Regions from separate parts of the Zea mays genome. Here region 2 is linked to region 1. A link is a contact called in public Hi-C data. All regions are on one chromosome and are shown on one strand. Each heading gives the region's core, a stretch centred on a gene start, on an enhancer-like site or on the middle of the called end of the contact. The rest is flanking DNA. Distances are from core to core; before and after follow the strand shown.

Region 1 (6,629 bases), core at 1,703-4,202:
CCACGCCGCCCTGTCCTTGGCGGCGGCCGCCGCCTTCCTCTTGCCCACCGCCTCCTGCTGCTTCTCGCCCTCCTTGTCGGACTCCGCCTTCTCCGATCTCTCCTCTTTGGCGGTGGCCGCCGCGGCGGCCTTGGCGATAGAGCTCCGCTTCCGGCACACGATGATGGGCGCCGTCTTCTCCAGCAGCGACCCAACGTCGGCCTCCGCCTTGGCCTTCTTGGACGCCGCCGGCCCCGCGACAGCCTTCCCCGAGGGCCCCGGCTGGTCCTTGGACATGTGCTTGGCGACGAGCGCGCGCGTCCGCGCCGCGGCGGAACGCTCGGGCGAGCCGCGCGGGTAGAAGACCAGCGCGTTGGCGCACAGCAGGAGCAGGTCGCGGTAGAACTCGGTCGCCGAGGCGTAGCTGCCGGACCCACCGTCCAGCCTGGACCTCACCGTCTCCAGGTCCACGTGGCGCCTGATGGTGCACCTGTATTTCGCGTCGTCCTGCGAGCGGCATTTTTGGGCCCAGCGGTCAGTGGAGCAGCGAAAGAACCGACAAAGTGGAAAAGAAAAAATATCCTACCAAAAAATCAAATTGATACAAATAATCCAAATAAAACTGAGAGAGACACACAAAAAAACAGCTGAAATGCTGTGCAGCACGTGAGAGCACGATTTTTTCCTCTGTGAAGAACAGTAGAGATATTTTTAGCCCTTCAGTACACTGTCCTCCGCGACAACCCGTAGCAATGGCCGACAAGCCGGCCCCACACGTCGTTTTCTATGCCCACGTGGCGGCGCACGGTTGGTCCCACAGCGGACCACCGCATGGACACGAAACGCGTCTCTCGCGGCGCCACCCACCTACGCGTCTCGCGACTTCGCCAACAGACTATAGGTCTGTTTGTTTGATGTGTAACTTGCCATATTTTACCTAACTTTTCCGTCTAAGCTTATTTCTTCAGTTCCTTAGATAAAGTGTGGCACATTTAACCAAGAACCAAACAGCCCTTACTTATTCCAGTCTTTATCACAATCTCTATTTTAAACTTCCATCAAACAGTGAAATAATTTACACGGCTGTTTACGGACTACCGGAGATAGCCTTATCTCCACGAAGCCCGGGACCCTCTGATCGGACGACCGAGGTCGACCTCGCCCCGGGCCGGACGGCGGCCGATGTACACAACCCCACCGCCATCCGTACGATCGGCGCGGTTCCACTCCCACATCCTGCGCTCACCGGCGACGGTGACCAGCCGAGGCGGTCGTTTTCTGTGCAAGCAAAGCGAAGCAAGCGTCCAGGCCACCGGGAAACCGCGAGCGTTACGCGATTTGGGCGGGTGCCGACTGCCGAGCACTCGCCGTACGTATCGCGAGATAACTCTCGTAAAGCGTACTCCACTGACAGCCGGGTTGGGCGCTTTGTGTTTGGACGGTTCCGTAATTTCAAATATTTTAATTTTTTTATAATGCCCGGAAAAAAAGGAGATTAGGGGAGGGGTGAATGGTGATTTTCATTTTACAGTTACCGTATGTGTTTAGGGATAGAAAAAACAAGTAGAGGATAATTTTTTTTTACCTGGCTCTCGAGCCGGCGCTCGAACACGGAGCCCGGCTTGCTGGTTCGCACCACCTCGAGGAACGCGCGCAACGCCTCGGCCTCCGCAGCGGGGAGGACCGCCGCTGCGGGCGCTGGCGGCGGCGGCGCTGAGGCCACATCCGCGTCCTCGCCGGCGCCGATCTCCCGCTCGCGGCGACGGGACGGGCTGGCCGAGCTCTGCACGTCGCTGCTCTCCTTCTCCGTGTCAGCCGCCGCCACCGTGTCCTTGGACCCAACCACCGACTCACCGGAGACCTGCTCGCGCTTCACAGCCGACGACTCGCGGGCGGCGTCTCCTGCCCCCTCGTCCTCCCTCCTCGCCGCCGCGTCGCCGTCCCCGGCGTCTCGCGCTGGCCGCGGCCGCTTCAGATCTGACGAGTTGGACTCCTTGCACGACCGCCCGGACTCGCCGCCGGAGACACGATCCTCCTCCCCGCCGCCGGCATCGTCGCCCTCCTCCTCCAGAGATTCTTTCCTCCCCTCCGCCGGCTCCTCCTCGCCGTCCTCCTTCACCGCCGGTACTGGATTGGCCTCGCCGGAGATGCTCCTCGCTCTCTCCTCTTTAAGCCTTTCCACTCTAGATTGCAATGACCTGACACGAAAAAAAAAAACCGCGGCCGACCGATCAGCGTAGGATGGTTGAGCTGAGCAAGCCGGGCCGGGCCAGGCCCGAACGCATTTTATGTTTTTCTCGTTAACTATACGGTCCGTCTCCGTGCTGGTTTTTTTTCCGGCCATTTACCCGATCGAGAGGTCGTATCTCTCGACCTCGCGGCGGAGCTCGGCGACGCGCAGCTTGCGGAGCTCCTCCACGCAGCAGTCGGCGGAGGCCGCGTCGGGCTCCTCGTCACCGTTTACGGCGGCGGCGGCGGTGAACCGGCGGTGGAGCAGGCGATACCGCAGGCGGCACCCAGCGGGCGTGAGGCTGTCGGCCGCGGCGGGAGGGCAGCGGGACAGCATCTCCATGGCCACGGAGTCCCAGCTGGCGGTACCGTGCTTCCGTACGGCACACGCCAGGAGGAGCTCCTCCCACGTGCCCCAGATCTCGCCGCCAGCCGCCGCCGACGTCCCTGGCGAGACGCCGGGATCGTCCGATCTGGCCGTCATCCTCGACTCGTCTTCCCCGGCCGCACCAGCTCCACGTCCCGCCGTCCCGGCGGCGGCTCATAGCGCCACCTCCATGGATTGGAATGGAACGAGCGGTGAGCTAGGGTTTGGGTTGGTCTGGTTGGCTAGCCCCGCCCCGTGCCGTCGCCCCCCTGCCTGCCTGTCTGCCTATCTATCTCCCCGGCCCGCGCTGTGCCTGACTGCCTGTGTGGTTCGTCTAGGTTTTGGTTCCGGGCTTCCGGCCCTCTGGTCCCTTTTTTCTCCCTCTTCGTCTTCGTCTTCCTTTTCCTCTTTCTTTATTTGGTTCGGTCTCGTTCCAGAAAATGGAGCCGGTGAATGGACCTCTGCGCAATTCTGTACCTCCACTGTGACTGTGGGGTCTTCGGGCGAAATGGGACCAAATTGAATTCTTCCAAATATAATTCCTGCCCGGGCGGGCCTACCTATCATTCGCGATTCCATCGAATTTTCAGTTTCCAAAGAAACTGGACCGGCCCAGCGATACACGGCTGCTAGTTTAGCAGCCTGAGCCCGTAAAAATGGCCCAGCTGGATGCGGTTACATTAAACAGGGGTAGTACATACAGATCGTTTTGTTTTTCTCGACCAGATTTGTAATAGTCTGACAAAGTGATAAGTTGATTGTTAACTGGACTTTAACTTTTAATGGTTGGCATAATGTGACACTCAAAAGACTGTCTTGCCAGCCACGCTATAGACTTCTTTCTAGCCATGGTTCTTAAGCTAAGTTATTTTTTCTTCGGTGCATGCTTATGATAATTTTTTACGTATTGTGTTTATCGGAAAAAAACAAACCATTTTAAAAAATACAACAACTCAACAAGAGAAAAAGAACATCTTGCCCGCCAAGTCGAACCTTGTTGACCCATGGCACTCGCGTCGAGCCAGAGGGCAGAGGCCCTTTGTAGGAATCACACGGGGCTACCACGCTCCAGCAACGTCCTCTAAATTTTATCCTCTAAAGGAATATTCTCTGTCCTTTACAGTACACTCTAAAAGATTCTGTCCTCTATATTTTCACCATCTCCAACAACGTCCTCTAAATTACGTCATCTATCCTCCCCATTCAACCTAACCATATTAACAGAATTATTTTCACCTATTTTTATATCGGATAAAATAAATTGCCAGTGCATACAATTCCACTATTTTAATAGTATAGCAAAAAATCAATACTCAAAGTAATAGTAAAATTAGCACCTCGAGCATGCATCGACTACACACCATCAGGATTAAGAAATGAAACAAACTGGCATACCAACATAATCTTTTGTTGGAACTGTTATTTGCATTGATTCCTAATAAAAAACATTGACATGAGAAAGTACTACCTCGGCTTGCAACTAAACACACCAATGTGAACCAGTATACCATAATTCCAACCATAATTCCAACGATGAATTTAGTAAACAACTGACATTGATACTTCTACTAGCTGGAACCATATTTCCTTAAGTACAAAACCATTTGTTCCTTCTTCTAGAGAAAACATCAAACTTATGATGTCCAATCACACCTCCAAGACCAGTTGGACTTGCCGATCACTGCAAACATCAATACTGGACCTGGAACCTTATGTTTCAGCACCCAAAATTATTCTGATGAGGGAACTAACCAAAGAGCCTGCACAATGAGAAGACTAGGAGCCATCAAAATGAAAAACAAGAGTGGTGAGTTGTAAGTATTTATTAGAACTGAAAAGTATAACCATCATGATTTTACTTGGGTCAGCATATCCTTTTTGACAGTGCACTATCCTACACTTTATTTTATTCATGAAAACTGAATCAGCAACTGATGTGTTAGGATCTGGCAAAATTTGGTGAGGACAAGGAGTAAAAATCTTTCCCTTGATAAGGATTCTTGAACCCTTCATAGATAACAAATACCAGCCAATGTAATTAACCAAAAAATCAATCATCCTTTGTACATCAAACAACCTTTCTACTACTTCAGTTTATTTTTATAAGGCATATTTCGAATTGGAGAATCTATAGAATATAAGTGTACTTGTATTTGACCACCAATTGTTCTTACAATATGTCATCAATTTCTGCAAAAGATATTTTTATTAACAGATGTTGGGGATGTGAATGAAGTGATACAAATTCAAACATGTACATATTTTTGATTAATTGTTGCTCAAACTTTATGAAGTTTAACTTGATTCCTTAATTATAAACTCAATGGGCAAATATAGTTGTAAGATGGGCGCACAGATCATTTGAAGTGGGCCACCAGCAAAATCATTTGATTTGAGGCGGTTGGACGATTACTATTGGTAAACTGCACACAGATTCTAATGAATACATCGAAAACTAAATGATTGGATTGAAAGCTTAGAATGTAAACAATTAGCAGTACAATGATTCTGAAAGGGTGAAGGATAATACAAGAATATCCTAAGAGGCATATGAACAAACAGTATCAGGGCTTGAACTGTGTAGACGAAGAAGGACACCAGAACACCTTTTTTACCACCGATATGCATCAATCTGATATATACATGTTCAAATCTACTAAAATTTCAAGGAAATGAAGCTAAGATGCACTTGCATCTTGTAGTGGCTTTTACCTTGTTTTTTCTAGCGGATAGACCTTGGTCTGTCGTATTTCTTCTACTAGCGACCACGAAGAGGAACTGAGGAAGCTCGACGGGATGGCGCCCAGGGGCCGCTCAACTGCCGGTAGCCGAGGGAGGGCAAGGCTTCGCCCACTGTCGCCTCGTCGACATGGGAGGGAGGAGGAGGACGTCGAGAGCGAGGCTGAAGTCTCCAAGCAGGCGCGGGAACTAATTTAGAGGACACCGAAGGGCACTCCATGTTTAGCGGCCTCTGGCGAGCTCCGGTATTTTACCTGACGCTATAGCGGATGTTGTTGGAGGCATCGCGGACGACGTTGAACGCTATATATAACGTACCGGACGCTTTAGTGTTCCTTGCTGGAGACAGTCTTAAGAGACATGGAGACCAAGGATAAAAATGGTTGGTAAACATTAAAATCATTTCTGTTTTTTCTCTCAGAAACTAAATTAAAAACGGTAACTTCATAAATAAAAATAACATAAATAATATGGAAACATAGAAAACAAAAGTTTGGTATAGAAAACATCTATAAATTATAACATGTACCCTCTATTGGCTTCAAAAAATCACACGAGTCGTGCATCCACATAAAAATAGTAATAATTTATAGATACTCACAAATTCGTGAAGGATTAAAATATATCTCAAACAACATTAAAGCAATACCTCACAAATACAAGTGACAAGCACTATGCACACATACACATAGTTAAAAAGTTGACATAATTGATAGTATTCTGGTTAAAAAGTCGACATAACTGATAGTATTCTGCTCGTTCTCGGGTGAAGACGAAGTTAGCAGCATGATATTCACCAAGTGCTCGACGCAAGGGCTGAACCAGAATCCTTGCCGTATTCGCGGATAGCGCGTCAGATTTAGTATGGTAAGCCGATTCATATTTCCGTTAACTTAATTATTAAATTAGTTCGATGAATGTGATGTAATTATTTTCATGATTTTGGAGTAGTCGCGTTGTGGTAGGGTTAAATATATGTGAAGTACGATGGAGTTAGTAATGCGAAAGATAGATTAATTTATATAATATTCGGGCGAGCTGATGACGTAAAAGATAGATTTAGTATTTCTACCGGCTAGTTAATAGATTTCCTAGTGTTATTATGACGATTTAGTTAATTGATGTAGTTGATGCCCTGCTTAATTAATCGGCTTATTCTAGGTTTGGTGTTTAGTTCGATGTCATGAGGGATATACACATTACCTCGAGTAATTAGCAGTGAATGACATCGACCTATTTAATTAGCGTGGAATTCAAGATAATTGAGAAACACAATTTAGAAAGTTAGTTAATATGCTCTCTTACTCTAAATTGT
Region 2 (6,629 bases), core at 1,187-3,686, 140 kb after region 1:
GCACGGCCCCGTCCTCCGCGTCGCGCACAAAAGCAGCCGGGTCGCGGTTCCGCAGATTCAGTGCGAAGGCAGGGCTTCGCACAACCCTTCCTCCGTGAAAAGGCATCTGGCGAGGGCACACTTCGCCCAGCACCCAACCGTGCGCCAAGGGCCACACCCCATACGCCACAAACTCTTCAACTAAATCACGCCCACTGCTCTGACCGGCGGCGCACCGAAGGGCCCCTTCGTCTGCATCTTCCTCTGCCACTTCAAAAGGCGGATACGCAGAGTAATAATGAGAGCACATCTCAGACACAGGGAGACCTTTATGGCCTTCGACAGTACCCTCCGCAACATAAAACCAAAATTCATTCCAATTGCCCCACTTGTTGCGGGCGCACGGAACCAACTCCACTACTGGCATTGTGGTCTTGCCGGTCTTCGGCGTGAATGTGCATGACCCGAACTGGGCAACTCCGTCCCCAACCATCCTCTTCTGCCAATGCAAACAATAATTCTTCGCAAAAACTTCAACAGACGGCTGCCCGCCGTACGAAGTCGTCGCCCAGACATACTTCGCCAGCGCCACCATGGCATTCGGTGTCAGCTGATGTATTTGAACATTGAATCTACGCAGGACTTCGCCAACAAACCGGTGCGCAGGCAAGCGGAGACCGGCGGCGAAGAACGCCTCGAAAACGACCAACTCACCCTCCGGCTCGGGGACTTCCTCCGTCCCCGGAGCACGAGCAAATCCGCCGCCAAAGTAGCCCAACCGCTGCATATCTTCAACGCGGGCTGACGTCATCCGTGACACACCAAAATCAACAGAGTCGCCGGCGCGCAACTCCTCCACCATCACGCTACTCAACGTCTTCTCAGACGAGGCGGCGGCCGGCGGCGTGGTGTCGAAGGAAGAAGAAGAGGACGGCATTGCTACGTACCGTCGGCGGCGGCGGGCGGTTTGCTTCACTCGAGCCAGCACTCCGGCGAGCAAAAGGAGCAGCGGAAGAAGAAGAGCAGCAAGACGGCGGGAGGCTAGGGTTTTTACGGAGCGCGGAAGGCAAAGTTCAAACAGCGCCGACCCCTGCCCCCTTTTATAGGCAGGGCGCGGCTCTTCGGGAAACCCGCAATCCGACAGGGCGCGACGCTTCGGGAAACCCGCAATCCAACAGTACGCCGTCCATCAACGGTCACATCAAAAACTCCCGCGGAACCACTTCGAGCGAGGGCAGCGTCTCCGCCATCTAGCGACGTCTTCGGCACCAGGTGACTTTGTCGAACTGGTCCCTCGGAGGGCAAATGTTGGGGCGAAGGCAGAGACGCCACCCTTCGCTCGTCGCCTTTCGCTGCAGTCGCTGGTTTGACGAAGACAAAACGGGCAGGGACACCCTTCGCTTCATTCAGCACCAGACGAAGGCCTGCGGTGACGTCTCCCCGCAGCACGGCCTCGTCCTGCTCTGAGGCCCACGTGTGATCTGGCCCATTGTAACGGGCCCCGCGTGACCGCCGTTGTGTTACGGGCCTAGTTTGTAAAGGCATTATTGTAAGTACAGCTTGTAACCCTGCTTTATGGGAATATTCTGGGGATAAACTAGGTGTCCGAGGGCACATGCGTCCTTAACACGAGGCGCTGGACACTCAGATACCTATAAATACCCCCACACAGTGCCCGTGAGAGGCTAGACATGAACAGAGCTATTTGTCCCCGAGCACGTATCCCTGTTGTCACCACTGTTCATCCTTGTTGGCCTCCTCGCTGCTAAGAGCAAGTTCCAACAGGCGCCATCACAAGCAATTGAAAGCTTCCGCACTTCGTCCTCTGGCGCCTTCCACGCCTTGTCGGTCGCCTTCATAGCGTCATGGACCTCAGAAAATTCGTTTAAAATCTGAGGAGAAATCATGGAGCGGTCATTCTTTCTATATATTAAGCGCGAACGCAAAACAGCCTAGCTAGACGGTCCACGTCAGTATTTTTTCTCTGTGCCGTTCGATCACAAATGAACGATTATTGTCTGTCGCTGCATCAGTGACGATTAAAAAAGGAAAAAAATGGACGAGAAGAGTCTTCTCGAGAGTTCCATTTGAAACTTCACATTCTGACGCTTCTCGCTCCTTCTTTGCGGTCACCCGACAGCACACTGGTGCCCAGCACGACACGCTCCAGCTCGCCATGGCGACGAGTGCCGAGACAACGTCGGAGCTGGACGCGTCCATCTCCACCACCTCTTTCTCGCCCGACGTGACGACGAACGCCGACCTCACGCTAGATCCGGGCGTGCTCACCTCCGCCTCCTCTTCTGCGTCGGCGTCGCACCAACCATCTCCAGCCATAGAGACAACTTGCTCGCTGCAGAATGGTTGGTGCTACGCCGGTCAGCAAGATCCTCCCGATCAGCAAGATCACTATAGTTCGTGGAGCGTTGTCCCGGTCAGCAAGATCCTCCCTGCGCTCTAATGTATGAGGTAAAAAGTCTTGGCACTACTATATTTGTTTAGGTTTTTCCCTACAGCAACGGAGGCTTCTGCATCTTGATTTGCAACGTGGAACTGCACGTTTATGGTTCAGTCAACTTTATTTGGAAATACCGCATTCGATTCCTCCCTGCTATTCAATCTAAGATGTGCATATTTTGTTTTTGTTTTTCTCCAGATTTTTTTTTGTCAACCATGTTGCAATAAAAAAATCGCTACATTTCCATTGAGCCAATGGATTCCGCATTTGATTCCTCTCTGCTATCTGATCTAACATGTGCAAATTCTGTTTTTTTCCTTTTTCTCCAGTTTTTCTCTCTCTCAACCTCGCTATATTCCCTTTGGGCAACAGAACAGCTATTGTGGTCCTAAACCTCTAAATATCTAACCTGCTAGAATTGTCTTCTAATTGTTTGTAGGCACGTCCACATCTTCCACTTTCGATTCTTTCAATTCAGCCAGAGGACAAATTTGTTGTTTTTCCTTCTTTTGTATTTCACTTACATTCGGTTCTGCAAACAAAGTAGCAAAAAAAAGGTGACAACCACCTCATTAACAAAGAAAGATAAGCACAGGAAGAATCATTTTCTCCGCATTGTCGAATCTTCCGTGCGAACATGTCTTCTAGATTTAGCATGTTAATAGTACATAAACGATTAAATTTGTGTTTTGATTTCTTCGCTTTAGATTTATTTCGGAATGATGCTTAGTAGTACCTCTGCTCCTTAAGGACAACACCAACAATGTAACTAATTTATGTTTGTTTTCTTATGACAAGATACCTTTTTTGTTTTCTTATGAACCGCAACATAGTTACTTATTTTCTGATAACTACTTAATCTTTTTTCTCTTACGAATACATGCTATACACATTTTAATAAAATTATACAACGTATCGCGCGCTAGGCGCGCGTTAGTGACTAGTAAATAACAACGGAACCCAGAAGAAACACCCAAGATGAAGAAGACCTACCTCTGGCCACCTCTCGCTCTCGCTGAAGGTCCATGTTAGCTTCCCCCAAGCGAACATTCGCCGCCCGTAGGGTTGACTCGGTTTCTTCCGCCCGTGAGGTCACCTCGCGCAGATCCTGCTGAAGCCGCGTCCTTTCCCCGTGGAGGCACTTGGCATCCTTGCGCGCCTCTTCACGTCCTGACCGAAGGCACGTGGCCTCGGCCTCAAGGCACTCGGTTCTGGCTCGGAGGCCGGAAAGTTCCCGATCTCTCTCCTCCGAGCGGGCCATTTCTACCCATAGCCTCCCCACCTCCCATTGTGCGGCCTCCAATGCCTCCCTCGGAGCTGATGATTGAGAGTACACGCTGGAAAAGATAACTCGTCGGTTAAGATTAACCACACCAATAAGAGACTAAACGAAGAAAAACAAATAGAGAGAGAGGCACCAACCTAGTCGTGTGGAATAATGTCCCGCATCATCGACAAATGGCAATGGAGACCGCCTTACCGAAGTTGCAAAGGAAGCGCTCCACCGACTCGAGGCTCATGTCAGTGTGGTCGGCAGTCGCTTTGATCAGATGCCATTCTTGCACCTCCATCTCCTCCCCCTCCGAGCCCTCAAGGATGAACAGAGGGTGATTCAAGGCCTCCTTCGGGGGTAGGAAGTGGAGGCATCGGCAACACATGGGAGGAGGAGGCAAGCGACGAAGGTGATGGAGCCCGGGGCTCACCGCCCATGCCAGTTGCCACCACCCCGGTCGCGTAAGCCACCACAACATCACCCAAAGGCGGTAAGGTGGGCGGTGGCTGGGGGACGACTGCCGCATCCACCATAAGGGAAGCGTCCACAGTGATGACCGTAGTCACGGGAATCACCCTGAAGGACGGGCAAGGACCTCTGTGCCTTCGGAACAAAGACGCCAGCAACGGACGATCCCGACGCCCCTCGGGCGACAGGGGGCGACAGAGCGCCCATAACGGGGGAAGCGGGTGCCGCCACGGGGGCTGACCGGAGCGTCCGGAGGAGCTCCGCTAGGGTAGCGACTCGGGAGGACGATGTTGGATTTTTTATAGGTTTGGTACATTTATTAAATAAACTTTATGATGTGTAATGTTATAGAATAGTATCATATTGAAAGTCTAAAGATATTTTAGCTTGACTTATATGGTGGAAATTATTCCACCTAACTTGAGAAGTCAAGAAACGGACAAGGGCGTGCCACACGCGCGCGCCGCCGCCGGTCGGGCGTGGCAGGCTGCATGCGACCCTTCTCCTTCAGCTTCCCTCTGCGAGAGGATAAGTAGAGGAGAACCCTTGACACTTGGTACACGTGAACAGAACCATTTCAGACTCCTCCGAAGCCCTTGCCGTTCGAGACCTTGCACGGGGGATCGGCAATTAGGTTTTTGGGGAGCGTCTACGCGACTGCCCAAAACATCTTCTTTCTGGCGAAATGACAAGTGAAGCTGGACAAGGATCTGGATCATCAGAACGCATGAGAGGGTATGATCAGTTTATTTCCTTACTGTTTTACGTTCTGCAGATTATATATGTTTCATATATTCATCTGTGTTGTTTTATATGTAGCAATGATTTTATCTCATCTATTCTGTCATATTATAATATGTTATATCTGTCTGTTTTAATTTTACAGTGTTTATGTTTCTATCTGTTTATTTTCAATTGTTCAGTCAGTTTATATGCTTATCATATTTATATGATTTATATGATTCATATGCTTTGTGTTCTCATGATCCATATTGTTATGGCTATATTTGAGATCACGATTTCTATGGTTAATTATCTTTTATATGTCATCATCATAATATTAATTTATGGAATTAAAATGATACGGAAAATATCTATAATTCTAACAATCCAAAAACCTAATGTTAGGCATTTTTCTGTCAGAGGTTCTATTGCTATGCTAAAGCCTGATCCTTTTGATGGTAAAAACTTCTTGATCTAGAAAGCTAAAATGGAATTGTGGATTACTGCAATGTCTTGTTATCATGCCGCTGAGGGCAAGCGTGTCAACTTACCTCCTGAGGATGAGGCTAAGTTTAAGGCTGAAGACAACCTCTTTCGAGGAGCAGTAATTAGCGTACTAGATACAAAATTTCAGAAAAGCTATATCATTCTTCCTACAGGAAAAGAGCTGTGGGATGCACTTGTTGGAAAGTTTGGAGTTACCGACGCTGGTAGCGAGCTATATCTCATGGAGCAGCTGTATGACTACAAAATGGTTGAGAACCGATCTGTAGTGGAACAGGCTCATGAGTTTCAGGCACTAGCTAAGGAACTCGAACTTTTTCCCTGTCCTTTGCCTGACAAATTTGTGGCTGGCGGTATAATCGCCAAATTGCCATCTTCTTGGAAGGACTTTGCTACCTCTCTCAAACATAAGAGACAAGAGTTCAATGTGGAAGAGCTCATTGGTACTCTTGATGTTGAGGAAAAGGGCTAGAACAAAGGACAATGGAAAAGGTGTGGAGACCTCTACTGCTAATGTGGTGCAGAAGAGAAACTTCCGCAAGTTTAACAAGAAGAAAAACCAGAACAAACAAGAGAACACAAATAAACCTGTTTAAACAACACAATTTAAAAAGAAGAAGAACAACAACAAGGGAAAGGGAGGATGCTTTGTCTGTGGCAGTGATCAACATTGGGCTAGAGAGTGCCCTGATCGCAAGTTCACACAAGACAAGAAATCAGCTAATGTTGTAACCACTGAAACTGAAGATGGAACATCTGGGTATGATAATTCTTTACCATTTGTTCTTTCAGTTTGTAATTCACCTGAGTGGTGGATGGACAGTGGTGCAAACATTCATGTGTGTGCTGATGCCTCTATGTTCACTTCCTACCAGGTCGGGAGGTCTGGCGCCTTGTTAATGGGAAATGGGTCGCGTGCTCATGTTCTTGGTGTTGGTACTGTCATTCTGAAGTTTACTTCGGGAAAGACGGTGCCATTAAAAAGCATGCAGCATGTGCCCTCTATCAAGAAGAATCTCGTTAGCGCTTCTATGCTATGTCGAGATGGATACAAAGTTGTTCTTGAGTCTAATAAATGTGTTGTGTCGAAACATGGTACTTTTGTTGGTAAAGGATATGACTGCGGAGGCTTGTTCCGCTTATCACTGCATGATGTGTGTAATAAACTAGTGAATTCTGTTAATTTTTTTGATGAGTCAGATTTATGGCATTCACGGTTTTGTC

What was found. Hi-C and Micro-C count contacts between places; a contact is called where the count stands out from the background.
Region 2: a Hi-C map of leaf shows a contact between it and region 1, with 4 times the contacts expected there. The contact joins the promoter of LOC118476090 here to the promoter of LOC100501552 in region 1. A contact is called at or near these places in 3 of 25 Hi-C or Micro-C datasets (ear, leaf and tassel).

The regions. Positions count from the first base shown.
Region 1 is chr1:192,649,241-192,655,869 of Zm-B73-REFERENCE-NAM-5.0, forward strand. It overlaps LOC100501552, which reads right to left and starts at 2,953. Exons shown (of 3, transcript NM_001366930.1): 1 at 2,328-2,953; 2 at 1,565-2,177; 3 at 1-486. The coding sequence starts at 2,692.
Region 2 is chr1:192,789,961-192,796,589 of Zm-B73-REFERENCE-NAM-5.0, forward strand. It overlaps LOC118476090, which reads right to left and starts at 2,437. Exons shown (of 1, transcript XM_035964192.1): 1 at 1,890-2,437. The coding sequence starts at 2,316. The coding sequence ends at 1,936. It overlaps LOC103642068 (a long non-coding RNA gene), which reads right to left and starts at 4,383. Exons shown (of 3, transcript XR_002749677.2): 1 at 3,860-4,383; 2 at 3,431-3,774; 3 at 2,656-2,969.